Linked DNA regions of Zea mays: regions 2 and 3 are each linked to region 1. The links are chromatin contacts, called in public Hi-C maps. All regions are on one chromosome and are shown on one strand. The core of a region is the stretch at or near the end of the contact, and the rest is flanking DNA. Distances in the headings are between cores, read along the strand shown.

Region 1 (4,525 bases), core at 521-3,020:
ACATGGTGTGTGATATAACAATTGCAGCAGAGAACGCGATATTTGGGCAGACAGGGCCCAAGGTGATATTTTTGCTCTATTCTGTATCTTGTGATTACCGAGGATGCAGATAATACCAATAAAGTGAAACATCGTATTTTACATAATCAGTTCATAGCAGGGTTACCTTTTCTGTGTTCATTAATCAATCCCTTATTGTCTTTTCGCTAAAACTATATACTTGCAGTGTATTTTAACATCCCAATCTGTAACTCCTATCACAGGTTGGAAGCTTTGATGCTGGTTATGGATCTTCGATAATGTCCCGGTTGGTGAGTTATCATACTATCAATCTAGTGAGGTAGTAGAAAATGTCGCATTATTCCTCACACACTTTGAAAAGAAACACCTTCAATACTCAAAAGTTTTTATTCTTAATAACACATTCTTAAAAGTTGACTTGTACGCTATTCCATTTCATATTATCGACATGCTCGTGATACATAAACAGCATGCTGTTGTTGCTCCAATTATATATTTCTCATGGACAGGTTGGACCCAAGAGAGCCCGTGAAATGTGGTTTCTGTCACGGTTCTACACAGCTGACGAAGCTGACAAAATGGGACTCGTGAACACCGTAGTACCGGTAAGCGCTGAATCCAGGGTCAATTACTAAAAACCAAACTGTTTCAGTCATGCCGATCCACTGACAAGTACACGCTTCTGTACACTAGCTTGCTGAACTGGAGCAGGAAACTGTCAAATGGTGCCGTCAGATCTTAAGAAACAGCCCCATGGCTATTCGCGTGCTGAAATCTGCACTCAACGCGGCAGATGATGGCCATGCAGGCCTTCAGGTAAAGCCTGCCAAAATGCTAACCCTTCCCTTGGAAGTTGGAACTGCTGCTGGTGAGCTTCTATCTGCATGTTGCATTACTGATGGCGCTTCTGCTCTAGGAGCTTGGCGGGAATGCCACGCTAATATTCTACGGCACGGAGGAGGCAAAGGAAGGGAAGAACGCGTACATGGAGAGACGACGCCCAGATTTCTCCAAGTTCCCACGCAAACCTTGAGTTTCAGCTCTTTGCTGAACTGGCCAATTATTTTACTGATCCCCCCACCCCACCCAACTTGGATCATTATGCTTACTCTACATTGAGGAGACGGACGATAATCATTTTCACTCCAATCAATTTTCATATATACACGATAAATGTATTTTGCATGAAAATTCAGATCAATGAAAAGTAAATCTTGATGTATTTGATTCACCTTTGCCTTCACTGGCCGGGCAGGAGGGAGATCCTTAATAATTATATATGCGCTTCAACATTCGTGCTTCTTACGAGTAGCGCGGAGAAACTTTTCATGGTTTTCTTCCTCATTCTAGGCAGAAAGCTGGCTTTACTTGAGTTTCGCTTGCTGATTTACACACGTATTCTATGGCACAGAGGAGAAAATTTCATAGTTTTCTTCCTTATTTTATTGTTTTGATTTTTAATTCCATTTCCTTGCCTATGGCCCACCCGTCGAAAGAAAGGATTTGCGGTGGGCCGTGACGCAACTGCTGACGAGGCCCAAATTTGACAAAGGAAGCCCGGTTATTCTGACGCTTTGCCCTTTCCCTTTCTCTGCTCCGGCCTCCGAGCACCTAGAGTCGCGTCCCCAATCTGCACAGCGGCGGGATCCCCTACAGGCCGCAGCAGCACACCGCACAATGGTTCGGTCCACAAATACCGCGCCACGTGCACATCTCAGCCAGCCCTACCGCACAGGATCCCGTCTCCTCACCGCCGCACAACAAATAGAACCACGCCCACAATTCTGTGAACAACGCAGAGAAAAGAAAACCGCTCCAATCCGGAAGCTGAAAATAGCAGAAGAATCCAGAGGCGACTCCAGGTTTGTCGGCGATGCTGCGAGCGGGAGGCAGGCGGCTCCTCGCCCCGGGGCTCCGTCGGCTCGGCCTGGGCACAGGCGCCTCCGGCGAGGCGGGTCCTGCCGCGGCGGCGGCGGGGGTGAGGGCGTACCACGAGCGGGTGGTGGACCACTACAACAACCCGCGGAACGTAGGTTCCTTCGACAAGGACGACCCCAACGTCGGCACTGGGTTGGTCGGCGCGCCAGCCTGCGGCGACGTCATGAAGCTGCAGATCCGCGTCGACGAGAACTCCGGCAAGATCGTCGACGCCTGCTTCAAGACTTTTGGCTGCGGCTCCGCCATAGCGTCCTCGTCCGTCGGTGAGCCTCCTCAGCCCTAGCACCACGTCTGGAGTTCCTCTCGCCTCCTCCTAGGTGGTTCGGGTGTAGCGTATAGTGTAGTCTCAGTCCTCCTTTTTTCTATGAATTGAGTTACATCACTAATTGGTTATCTAGTTATCCCGATGCCTTTATTCCAATTGTGGAGACCTTTTGCAGATAAAGATGAATTGTAACCTCTGAATTGAGTCACATCACTAATTGGTTATCTAGTCATCCTGATGCCTTTATTTCGATTGTGGAGGTCATTTGTAGAGAAAGATGAATTGCAGCTAGCTTAGTATTGTGTTTCTTATATGTGCCATTTTTTCGGGGACTATGTGAGGTACAGTTTGTAAGTAATCAATTTGATTTGTGATGGTACAGATATATCGACTGTACTGCTAAATTTCATCTGTATTGCTGTTTCGTTTCAATTTGCCTAATTTTGGTGCTTTAGACCTAAACTGGCTAGTTGTGTTGAATTTTAGACATATGCGATGCAATCATTTTATTTTTGGTGCTTTGGACCTACTCCCACCCTTCCAATTATAAGAAATTTTGACTTTTCTAACTATGTAGGTTTTACTATGCGCTTACATATATCTAGATCTATAGTAAAAGCAATGTAACTAGAAAATAATTGACTAGTTGTGTTCAATTTTAGACATGTGTGATGCGACCATTTTAGCTACAGATAAGTTTTATGACAAAGAAGTTCCATATGACTTGCATACTCATCATATGGTTAATGCTGAAATATTTTTTATATCAGATCTGCTAGTTTAGAGCTAATAAATGTGTATGCTGAGTGTTTTGTTATGATTCTGGTTCTTGCATGATTTTCTGGATTGTAGTTGTCCAAAAGGGGAGGCCCGGTGCAGTGTTGATGTTGAGAGTTGTCTCACTGAGTCATCAGGTCACGGTTCAAAGCTGCTTCCCCGCATTTGTAGGAAAAAGCTTGCATCAGTTTATCCTTTTCCCAAACCCCACTCATGTGGGAGTCAACGGGATTGGGTCTGCCTTTTTATGCTGTTTTTTTTTTTGTAATTATCAAGGAGAATGGCCATGTAGGATCTAGAAGTTACATCTTAATATTAATAAAAAGGGTTAATTGTATACATGCCACTCAACTTTTACAAAATTAGACGGCAATTTTATTTTGATGCCATGGAGTGACATGAAAATAAACTAGTTTCCAATTTTTCAAAATTTTAAGTGGCATGTTTCCAATTGACCCTAACAAAAATGATAGTCGTGTAGTTAGAGAAGTTCTTATTTCAATCAGTAGATTCAGATGCTTGTAGTTTATATAGTTTTTATTAGTTGCTGAACCAAATTGGTTCAGATATGATAGACAATGTGCCCTGGTTTTGATGTTCTTACTAACTTAGTAATGGAAGGGTACTATGGAAATGTCTAGGAAGATAATCCTGCAAATAATGAAATAGTCAACAGAATGATCAGGCAACTTTTAAGTCATTGGTTTGATGATATTATGCATATAATACCTAACCTCCTGCATTATTAGAGTAATTCTAAGAGACTATATATCCTTTCTAATTGTTAGGAATAGAGATTTTGATAGACAAATACCCTCCAACAGCTTATTTAAGTGGTTATCCAAATATAGCCATCCTCTATTTTGAATTTCTTGCTAGCCAGAGATAGATAGTGAAAATGACTCTCTAGCGTGTGCACATTATATTTAAAAGCTCTTGGAGAGTGAAAAGATATATAAAGGAATTTTTATGTAGCTCCAAATGATGATTTTGAGAGTGAGTTGTTCTTATGAATGATATTGCTGTGAATCACAAAATGTGGACATTCTGTTGTACTGTGTGACTTGTAAGCCAACAACCATGGGAACCAAGTTGCCAGTTGAAACTTCGATTTATTTAGTCCTAAGTGATGGGAAGATAATCTGGAATGTGGGACATGAGGTTTTTACCTTATTTTTTGTGTTATAGGTTATTTTATTACTATTATATTAAATGAGTGTTAAGTATCATCTTGTCTTGCATAGAAGAGTGGACCTGCTGGTTCTTGTATCTTACAAGCCAGAAGCATTCCTGAATCTTGATTCCGTGAAGAGCCTCATCAGTCATCCCTAATTAAACAAAATGCTGCTTAATGCGCAATGTTGATTATATTATCCTTGCAGCTACTGAATGGGTGAAGGGAAAACCAATGGATGAAGTTTTGACAATCAAGAACACGTAAGTTATCTACTGTCTTCTCTAATATTTTTCGGCTTGCTTAACATTATCCATTTCGTTAATCATCTGAACATGCTAATATCATAT
Region 2 (4,265 bases), core at 958-3,457, 380 kb before region 1:
ACACCACCTTCAGTGATCAGTTCCCAACCATTCACCTGTTTTCAGGTATCAGCCAATGGAGTAGGAATTAGGATGATCTTAAGGGTTGATTTGGTGACAAGGGGATCCCGGGAGGATCGGAGGGGATTGAGGGGGAAATGAACTAATTTCTCCCTCAATCCCCTCCGATCCTCCCGGGATTCCGGGTCAACAAATCAACCCTAATCAAAATTTTCACTGCAAAAATATACATGATCAAGACCTGTTCAAGCAACTTTTTAGCAGAATCTTCTGACATGGGACCTAAATCCTTAGAGTTGCATGGAACACAGCTTTTCATTGCTAATTCTGAAATAACAAAAATGCATAGGATTATTTAAAGAGTGTAAGGCGGAGAAATACCAGTAAAGAGTTAAAAAAATTCTGGTCTTTAGAAGAATATGATCCTATTTTTTCTAAAATATTTTTTCTTATGAAGAATAAAATATAATGACTTCAGGAGTATAAAAGCTTTGCAGCATATGTAATCAATGCATCACTATTTGTTCACCATGGTCATAAGAAGGTACCCTAACTGTAACTTAGGAAGTACAATCATACTTGCACGTTTATGATGAGCTTGTTATAGTCTTGCCACTTTTACATTTCAAAAGAATTCATATGAGAAGGATTACTTCAAATCACTAAAAAGATAGATAACATGACAAAATATAGAATGGTGTGACTTTTCCATGTCTTACAACGTTGTCAGCGACAGATAAGATGCTTACATAACAACATTAAGGCCCTGTTTGGAACCTCTAGAGCTAATAGCTAGCTGTTAAAATTAGCTGTAGAGGTTCCAAACGCCCCCAGCTAATTGTTAGCTAACTCACAGCTAACAATTAGTTTATTAGCTAGCTTAGCCCAGCTAACAATTTGTTAACTTACTAACTATTAGCTCTAGGGTTTCAAACAAGGCCTAATACGTATAAAATTGATGAAAGCATTAATGCACTCAAATCTGGGTGAGATAAATTTCAGTCAGTAAGAGACAACTTTGAAGAAACCAATGTATATGAAGATGACCTTGACTCTCAGGGGAGCTATGGCACCCTCTTGCAGTCAAACTTTTATTTTTGTATTGCCTTGTAATGTCCATCTGATAGAAAGAGCTGCATAAATAGCGATGTTTGTATTCAGTGAACAGAATATAAAAAAATGCGCAGAGGATATGAAATAATACCATTTATCAGGGTGCTTGAAACAAAAGAGTCAAGGTGATTTGGTCATTCGGTGGATCATCATGACCCATGAGTTCAGAAAACGATAAGCAGAGCTTTACAAACATGGTTTGCTGGGTCCAATTTTACATTGTTTTCATATCTAGCCTTCCATATAACAGGCATGAAAAGGGTTTTTTTATTGAGTAAAAATGTTAGGGGGCAAGGTTGTGTCAAGTACCTCATCGCATTTCTTCAGTAGCATATCAAGCAGTGTAGAGTACTTAAAATACCAACCAAGTGTAACAACTCTTTGGTTCACTAAATAGATCGTTATAAACAAAAAGTACAAATGCCCAATTCCACATGAAACATCAATTCTTAATCGTTCCTTGAGTGGGCTCTTTCAATTCCTCGAAAGGCCATTCTTTCAAGTTAATAATCTGATTATAGAACAAAAACACTATGCTCCTGGGACACGAGCCAAATAGCATTGAACTAAATATAATAAAGTTTCATACACAAAATGGTTCCTGTGGTCCCAGTTGCTAGAATTAACAGCCTTCGCTGAAGTTCTTGCACCGGCCTAGCAATAGCCACTCGTAGGGCACGCAGCCGCACACAGCTACTGCGATGATGCTCAGAAAGCTGCAGGTAGAACGAGGATATACCGTACAGATCCAAGATGCGAAGCCTTCCAGCGGACGAGAGGCCAGCGAGAAGCTGCCTGTGCCTGCACAGCCATTAAAAAGAGAGGCGCATCAGCAGTGCACGGGAGGTGTTTGCTGATATATTTACACGGAGATCGGAGGAATCCTCTCATGCGCAGTTGCGCATGGCGCACCTGTGCTACGTAGGAGCGCGATAGGAGGAGACGCGCTCGCACCGTTGCGGTCCGGATCATCGGTAGCTCCTGGCCCCCGCGGGCCGGATCCGGAGAGGGAAAACGGAGAACGTTTTGCGTGGCGCCTGAGAAGAGAGACGAGAGGCACGGCAGAGATTTTTGCAATTTTGGACTCGACATCGGCCGGCTTCCGAGAATTGGCAACGGGAACCACGCAATTGCGTTTTTGAAATTATAATGGTGAGCTCTTTGGAAAAATGGCAATAGACTCTGCTAATCGTCATTAGCCTCTTTTTAGGTCTGGAAATGGATGTCTGGAAATCCGAATTATTTTATTTGTATTCGCTAAAACTGATAATATAGATATCTGTATCCGTATTCGATTTTAATATGAATGTCAAATGGATTTATAGTACTTTTCTCTATCCGATTTCATATTTGTATTCGAAAAAACCGTGAAACATCTGATACTATCCATATCTAGAAAAAAATATGTACCATGAAACCATTTAAAACTTAATTTTATCGCTAATTACTAATTAAAAACGATTTTAGGTTTAATAATATACTAGAAAAATGTTATATATCATTTAAAATATTAAAAATATCTATATAATAAATAAATAAATAAATAAATAAATAAATAAATAAATCAACCTTATATTTCTAGTGATATTCAAGAATAAAATTCAATAAGTTTCATAAACATTCAATTATAACTCTCAACTTTATCTATATAGTGAACACATCTCAACGAACTTCAATAAACATTCAACTATAACTCTCCACACTACCGGAATCGCGTTCTTTGTCGAGTGTCTAAAACACTCGGGAAAGGTTATTTTACACTCGGAAGAAAAACACTCGACAAATTAAGAATCGAAAAAAACAAAAAAAATAGCAAAACATTTTTTTATTAAATTATAGGAACCAACTCTCCAACCCTACCTATTATTTACCCCATTGCCCTATCATTTTTCACTATTATTTTGAATCAAAGTTATAATATATTTTATGAATAATGAGATTCAAACTCGCAACCTCTCTCTCGCGCATACCCTCCTATACCACTACACTACTACACCAATTATGTCTATATTACGTTTTCATTTCCCATGTACTATAACAAATCGAGTGTAATCTGATTATTTAAGACACTACTAGTCGGTTGCCCGTGCGTTGCGACGGCTTACAACAATATCCACGTAAGAGCATCTTCAAGAGAGGCTCTAAACATGGTCCTATTTTAAATATAGAGCTCAAAACCATAAAACATTCTTCTAACAGCGGCCCTATTTTATAAAATTTCATCAAATGGTTATAGGGCTCGGTATCTCGGGTCCTAAATATAGTACCCATATACTGGAGCCTGAGAGCACCTAGAGGGGGGGGTGAATAGGTGATCCTGTGAAACTTAAAACTTAAGCCACAAAACTTGGTTAATTGTTAGCACAATAATTGCCAAGTGGCTAGAGAGGAATCTCAACAAAACACAATAACCAACAAGATCAAACACAGAGATGGCACGGTGGTTATCCCGTGGTTCGGCCAAGACCAACGCTTGCCTACTCCACGTTGTGGCGTCCCAACGGACGAGGGTTGCAATCAACCCCTCTCAAGTGGTCCAAAGACCCACTTGAATACCACGGTGTTTTGCTTACTTTTTCTCAATCCCGTTTGCAAGGAATCTCCACAACTTGGAGCCTCTCGCCCTTACACTTGAAATTCACAAGAAGCACGGAGCAAGGGAGGGATTAGCAACGCACTCAAGACAGAAATCACAGCAACACCACGCACACAAGTCGCAACGAGAGCTCACAACACAACTCAATGAGTTCACCACTCAACTAGAGCTCTAATCGCTATCGCAAAGAATCAAAGGCGCGGAGTTGATGTCTTGGTGCTTAGGAATGCTTAGGAGATGCTTGTTGTACTCCTCCATGCGCCTAGGGGTCCCTTTTATAGCCCCAAGGCAGCTAGGAGCCGTTGAGAGCAATCTAGGAAGGCTGATCTTGTCTTCTGTCGACTGGCGCACCGGACAGTCCGGTGCACACCGGACAGTGTCCGGTGCCCGATTTCTTTCCTTAAATGACGAAGCCGACCGTTGCGGATTCGGGAGCCGTTGGCACACCGGACATGTCCGGTGCACACCGGACAGTCCGGTGCCCCCTTCTAGCCGTTGGCTTGGCCACGTGTCCCGCGCAGATCGCGCGGCCGACCGTTGGCCCGACCGACCGTTG
Region 3 (4,788 bases), core at 1,484-3,983, 440 kb before region 1:
ACAGAAATACAATTCACCAAACCCGCCATCTCACCTCGCTTCTTGTGTGGGCGCTCCCTATCAGAGTCGGTTGAAGAGTAATTGTTGCAACATGCAAACATGACAAAAGGCCTGCCACTACCAGATAAAGAACGATTTGGTCGATGTGCTCCAGTTAAAACTCCGTGCTGCCACAAATCCTACTTGATTCTGAAATCTGCAGGTGTGATCGGCAGGCTTTAGAGAAGAAGCTTCAGAAAAAAAACAAGTACCCTTTCCCACCTGCACAAGATATATGAGGACGGACCTGTATCGTTATATGAGGTTGATATCATATAACGATTCCATTGCACAAGAACCCTTTCCCACCTGCAAAGACGTGGAGTTTAAGTATTATTAGGATATTTTTTGACTCGACAAAAAACAATGTGCAAATGCAAGACTTGAATTTGTTAAGAAGCAAAACCTTTTGTTATGAAGTTGCAATGCTTGAATGAAGGTGGTCCTTTGTATTGTGCACTGAACTAAGGCACATCTTTGCAGGCATGACAAGCACCCTACAGAATGGGGCCATTGCACATTAGCATAATTCCACATTGCACACAAATTGGTGAAATTAAGAATAATAGAGCCCTTGTTCTCATCCAATCTGCTTTGGTGCTTCCTATCTCCCCCCAATAACTTCCTATCAGGTTGACACAATTTGGAATTCAATCTACACGATCATCTTTAACCACCGGGCAACCATTTCTAGACACCCAGGGTCACCTAGCGACCTTGATCAATGCAGGAGAAGAGAAGAGGGGTGAAGCCATGACGACAAATTACCTATCGAGGAAGAGGGCCACCTTGAGGGCATAGCAGAGGCTGGACTCCTGGTGCAAAACTAAGCTTTAAGACACATTAACAATACCATAATGAAAGGTTCTTATGAATATAGTAAGCTAAAATGTAAAATCACACATCCCTGAACATAAAATGCAAGATCCTACAGGGACAGACAAAAATAACGAACCTCTGTCTTATACAATGACTCAAAACTCCCAGACAGTGCAACAACCATTATCAGCACTTCAGGTCGATCAGCAAATGCAGTTTGCAGATTACAAATTACCTGCAAGTAAACACAAAGGCAACATAATCTCAGTGAGGCCCGCGCAGGAGCCGCAGTGCTTGCCGGGGCAGTCTTCGTGACTTCCCCAGTAAAGGTACCTCCGGTTGCTGTCCCTATTATCGTCGTCCCGGGTCCGAAACCCCAGGAAGGACAATGTATCCGTCAAGGTCAGTGTGTCGGTGAAGGACAAGATGAATAGGACGGAGAGAGTCGTCGCAACAGCAATAGCGGCCAGGATGGCCTGCTTCAAGGGCGGGCGGGGCGAGGATTCGGGGAATACAGCGCACATCGACTGTCTCGGCGAGGGCACAAACGTGGAGAATACAACACAAAGGAAGTACTCTACCCACATCGCCATGAACTTGGCCCAGGCTGTCGAGCGTGACTCTAGCGAGTTCGTGCAGGGAACCACGAGGCGCTCCTTGCCGACACAGCTGACCTTGCCAGTCGCCTCTACCCGCCCTGCCATCCCTAGAACGGCGGCGGCGGCGACACCCACATGCCCTTCCTGTCCGCGCAAGATCCGAAGACTGGGTGTGGGGGGAAGAAGTAGCGGTGGTCGAAGACCTGCGCTGAGGCGTGTGGGCGAGGATGGCATGGAGGGGGACGCCGAGGCAGGGGCGAGGGCGAGGGTAGGCTGGGCGCCATCAATGGTAGTCAACACCGAGCTTGGAAGGGGCACAGGGATGGGTGCGGTGCACGCGGGGAGAGGATGGGGGCACGTTACTGCTGCAATCGCGGTCGGTGGAAGGCGGGGGCACGCAGGGGCGTTCATGTGGACGGGGCGGGGCGTGGGGCATGGGCCGTTCCCTCGCATCGCACCGTAGGGATCTGAGGCGGAGGCGGAGGCGAATGCGGATCTGGCGCCGATGAAAGGGGCTATGGAGGCGGGGCATGGGCGCGCACGCAATGATGGCCTGCGGGGATGGCGAGCGGCGCGCCGACGGCGAGATTGGCGGGGGATGGGGGCGAGGACGGAGCATGTGGGCCGCGGACGAGAGGGCGCAGACGCCGAGATTGGCGGGGGATGGGAGGTGAGGGCGGATCAGCGGTGATGGTGGGGAGCAGAAGAGAGGAGGGTCCGCGGCGCGATATGGCAACCGTGTGCCAACATGACTGTGGACGTCTACGTTAGGGTCTTAAGGAGTAGTAGGGTATGGGTCTTTGTCGGCGTGTGCCGTATCTAGTCCGGCGGCTGGCCCACATGTATAGGTAATATATACATCGCCGCGCTGGTCGGACACTGTATTACACGTAGGGTCAAGGAGTAATTTCCCCACGTGGTAAAGCCTCGAGGTAGAACTTGTTTGCGTTGCGAGAGTGCACCGCTCCGCTGAGGCAATCCACTGCATGTTACACCTACGTGACGCAGACGTACCCACTGAAGCACGGTGACCACGTATGGGCCCGAGAAGAGTGGGCCTGATATGTCAGCGTGGGCGTGTGAACTCAGTCGATCAACGTGCCAGCGACAAGTGTACACGGGGTGGATAGGGAGGAAGAGAGTGGGGGTTGCGCGGACAAATTTGAGAAATTATTTTTAATCCATCTCTTCTCGGCCGCAGCCCACATATAAAGCAAGGCGAGGGCGAGGTAGGGAGGATCTTGGAATTTGGCCGCCGTCTGCGTTGCTTGGGTGGGGAAGGAGCAGGCGGCCAGGCGCAGAGCCGCAAAAGCAGACGCGAAAAAGCCCAGGCCCGAGCCGAAGCGGGGAGGCGACACCGCTGCACCTGCACTACCGCTCGCACGGTCAGCGATTTGCCGCCTCGCGGGAGCCAGCTTTGGCGTCGGCGTCGGCGTCATCGTCGGCGGGGAGTTCCCGGAGAGGGATTCCGGTGAGGATGAGCAGCGGCGGCGGTGGAGGGGGAGCCAGGGGACCGTCGGGGCCCGTGCCGGCGTCCGCGAGGAAGCTCGTGCAGGGGCTCAAGGAGATCGTGAACCGCCCCGACGCGGAGATCTACGCAGCGCTGCGGGAGTGCAACATGGACCCGGACGAGGCGGTCAGCCGCCTCCTCTCCCAAGGTCCCATCTCTTGTCACTCCCCTTTTCCTCACCGTTTCGTGTGCAGGCTCGGTCGTTAATGCATGATGTTTTCGTGTCTAACTGGATTGGATGAGTGCGCGTGAGTGCGCGCTGAGAAGTTGTCTATAGCGTCGGGTCTACTTGGAGATTTGTGGCGATTTGCTATTGCTCAGCCAGTATTCTGGGGCGACTGTGGTTCACGCTAGGCCGGTAGCGGCAGCCTGACAGTGGCGGACTGACTGGAATCCCCATTTCGGATTCGATTGATTTTGCGAATATTTCGTTTAGGCCATTGGTTTGGATGTTTTTAGAATTGTTTGCAGTGTGAAATTCAGTACTTTTCTCAGTGCTTGTTACTTATGATTCTCAGTTCATTTGTGAGTTTTGTGACTCAGTAATTGCAGAAAATGAAACTAGGTAATTTTTTTACCATTTTGGCGGGTTACTGTTAAGCTTCCGAAACTGTAAGAAGGAGCATATGTTTGTTTTTATTAATGAACTCAAATGAACTGGATCAGTTTCTTCCTGTTATTGCCATCACACTATGTTCCCTTTTGTGTTCACAATGTTTGATGGCTTAAACTGTTTAGAGCTGCAGTAACTATGGATCTGTCAGACTTAGATGTTTGCATAAGGAAATAGGATAGTTTTTTTTTTCTATTGCGTGTTTAGGCATTGTAGAATGGATTGGATTAGCTGAAGGATGACAAAACACATGAACATTTGGGAGATGCAAAGAAAATGGCTCAACTGGTGAGAAGGCAAGGAAAGGTGAAGCTATTGGGTGAATGCAACAGAGGCTCTAAGAGCTCTGGTTGTTTGGGTCTTAAGTTTTGTCAAACAACAACAAAGCCTTTCTGGTCCGAACAAAGGTGGGTTGGCTAAAATGAGAAGATAAACCGGACTGACATGTCTAAACTTAGCTTATAGTCAGATACAAAGGATATTAGTCCTCTATGTTATGTTTGAACTTTACAGTCTGATTTCTTATCTCAGGTAGAATTTGGATGATCGTCAACATCTGTCTTCTCAGGCTAATAGTATGATATAGATTCAATTAAGATGATCGTGTTGTCTTTATACACAAGCTTAATTTGTCAGATACCCCCGCCCCATTTATGATTATTAAATTATTATCATGCATGGACCTGGATTGCTTTTTAGGTTTGGTTTCTTGTTTTTGTGTTTGGTACTGAAAGAACACCTTGGTGATTATGGTCTCAGATTCCATGTTGAGTTATATTATTTTGTGGTTCATGAAGGTAATGCTCTGTATTGGCATCTGCTGCCACTTTTGTTGTCAGAACCACCTTGAATTTGCAATTTGCAGTTTTATGAGATCCAATGAAAATTATGAGAGATGGTTAGCTGGAATATTATCTTAATTAATGTTTGAGTATTGCATGAATCTTTGTTATTTGGTCATTGACTGCCGAATGCTTTATTTTCATGCAAGACTATGGGTTTCATGAACCTCGGGGATGCCTTGCGATATCTATTTTGTTTTGTCCCAAATGGCTCTATTTTAATTCCTATTGCCCCGTTTAACCTGGTGTAAGTATGGTAAGTAGTGACTGTTGGCAGCCCTGTGTTGGTTTGGGTTAGGCCCTTGATTGCCTTGATTCCGACTAGAAACTGTTTGACCTGGGTAAAGTTATCTGTTAAGGGTAGAA

The links. A called contact is a pair of places that touch in the nucleus more often than the background predicts.
Region 2: a Hi-C map of ear shows a contact between it and region 1, with 4 times the contacts expected there. The contact joins the promoter of LOC100282599 here to the promoter of LOC100280542 in region 1. A contact is called at or near these places in 2 of 25 Hi-C or Micro-C datasets (ear and tassel).
Region 3: a contact with region 1 is called in a Hi-C map of ear, with 5 times the contacts expected there. The contact joins the promoter of LOC100191159 here to the promoter of LOC100280542 in region 1. A contact is called at or near these places in 5 of 25 Hi-C or Micro-C datasets (ear, endosperm, leaf and 1 more).

Annotation. Positions count from the first base shown.
Region 1 is chr3:217,344,570-217,349,094 of Zm-B73-REFERENCE-NAM-5.0, forward strand. LOC100280542 (nifU-like N-terminal domain-containing protein) reads left to right here and starts at 1,771. Exons shown (of 3, transcript NM_001153461.2): 1 at 1,771-2,222; 2 at 4,384-4,438. The coding sequence starts at 1,895. It overlaps LOC100304279, which reads left to right. Exons shown (of 9, transcript NM_001165722.1): 5 at 1-62; 6 at 264-311; 7 at 531-626; 8 at 715-837; 9 at 938-1,242. The coding sequence ends at 1,054.
Region 2 is chr3:216,966,875-216,971,139 of Zm-B73-REFERENCE-NAM-5.0, forward strand. It overlaps LOC100282599 (pterin-4-alpha-carbinolamine dehydratase), which reads right to left and starts at 2,208. Exons shown (of 7, transcript NM_001155507.3): 1 at 2,026-2,208; 2 at 1,853-1,914; 3 at 1,048-1,133; 4 at 242-327; 5 at 1-35. The coding sequence starts at 2,085.
Region 3 is chr3:216,903,191-216,907,978 of Zm-B73-REFERENCE-NAM-5.0, forward strand. LOC100191159 (GBF-interacting protein 1) reads left to right here and starts at 2,734. Exons shown (of 10, transcript NM_001358427.1): 1 at 2,734-3,115. The coding sequence starts at 2,935.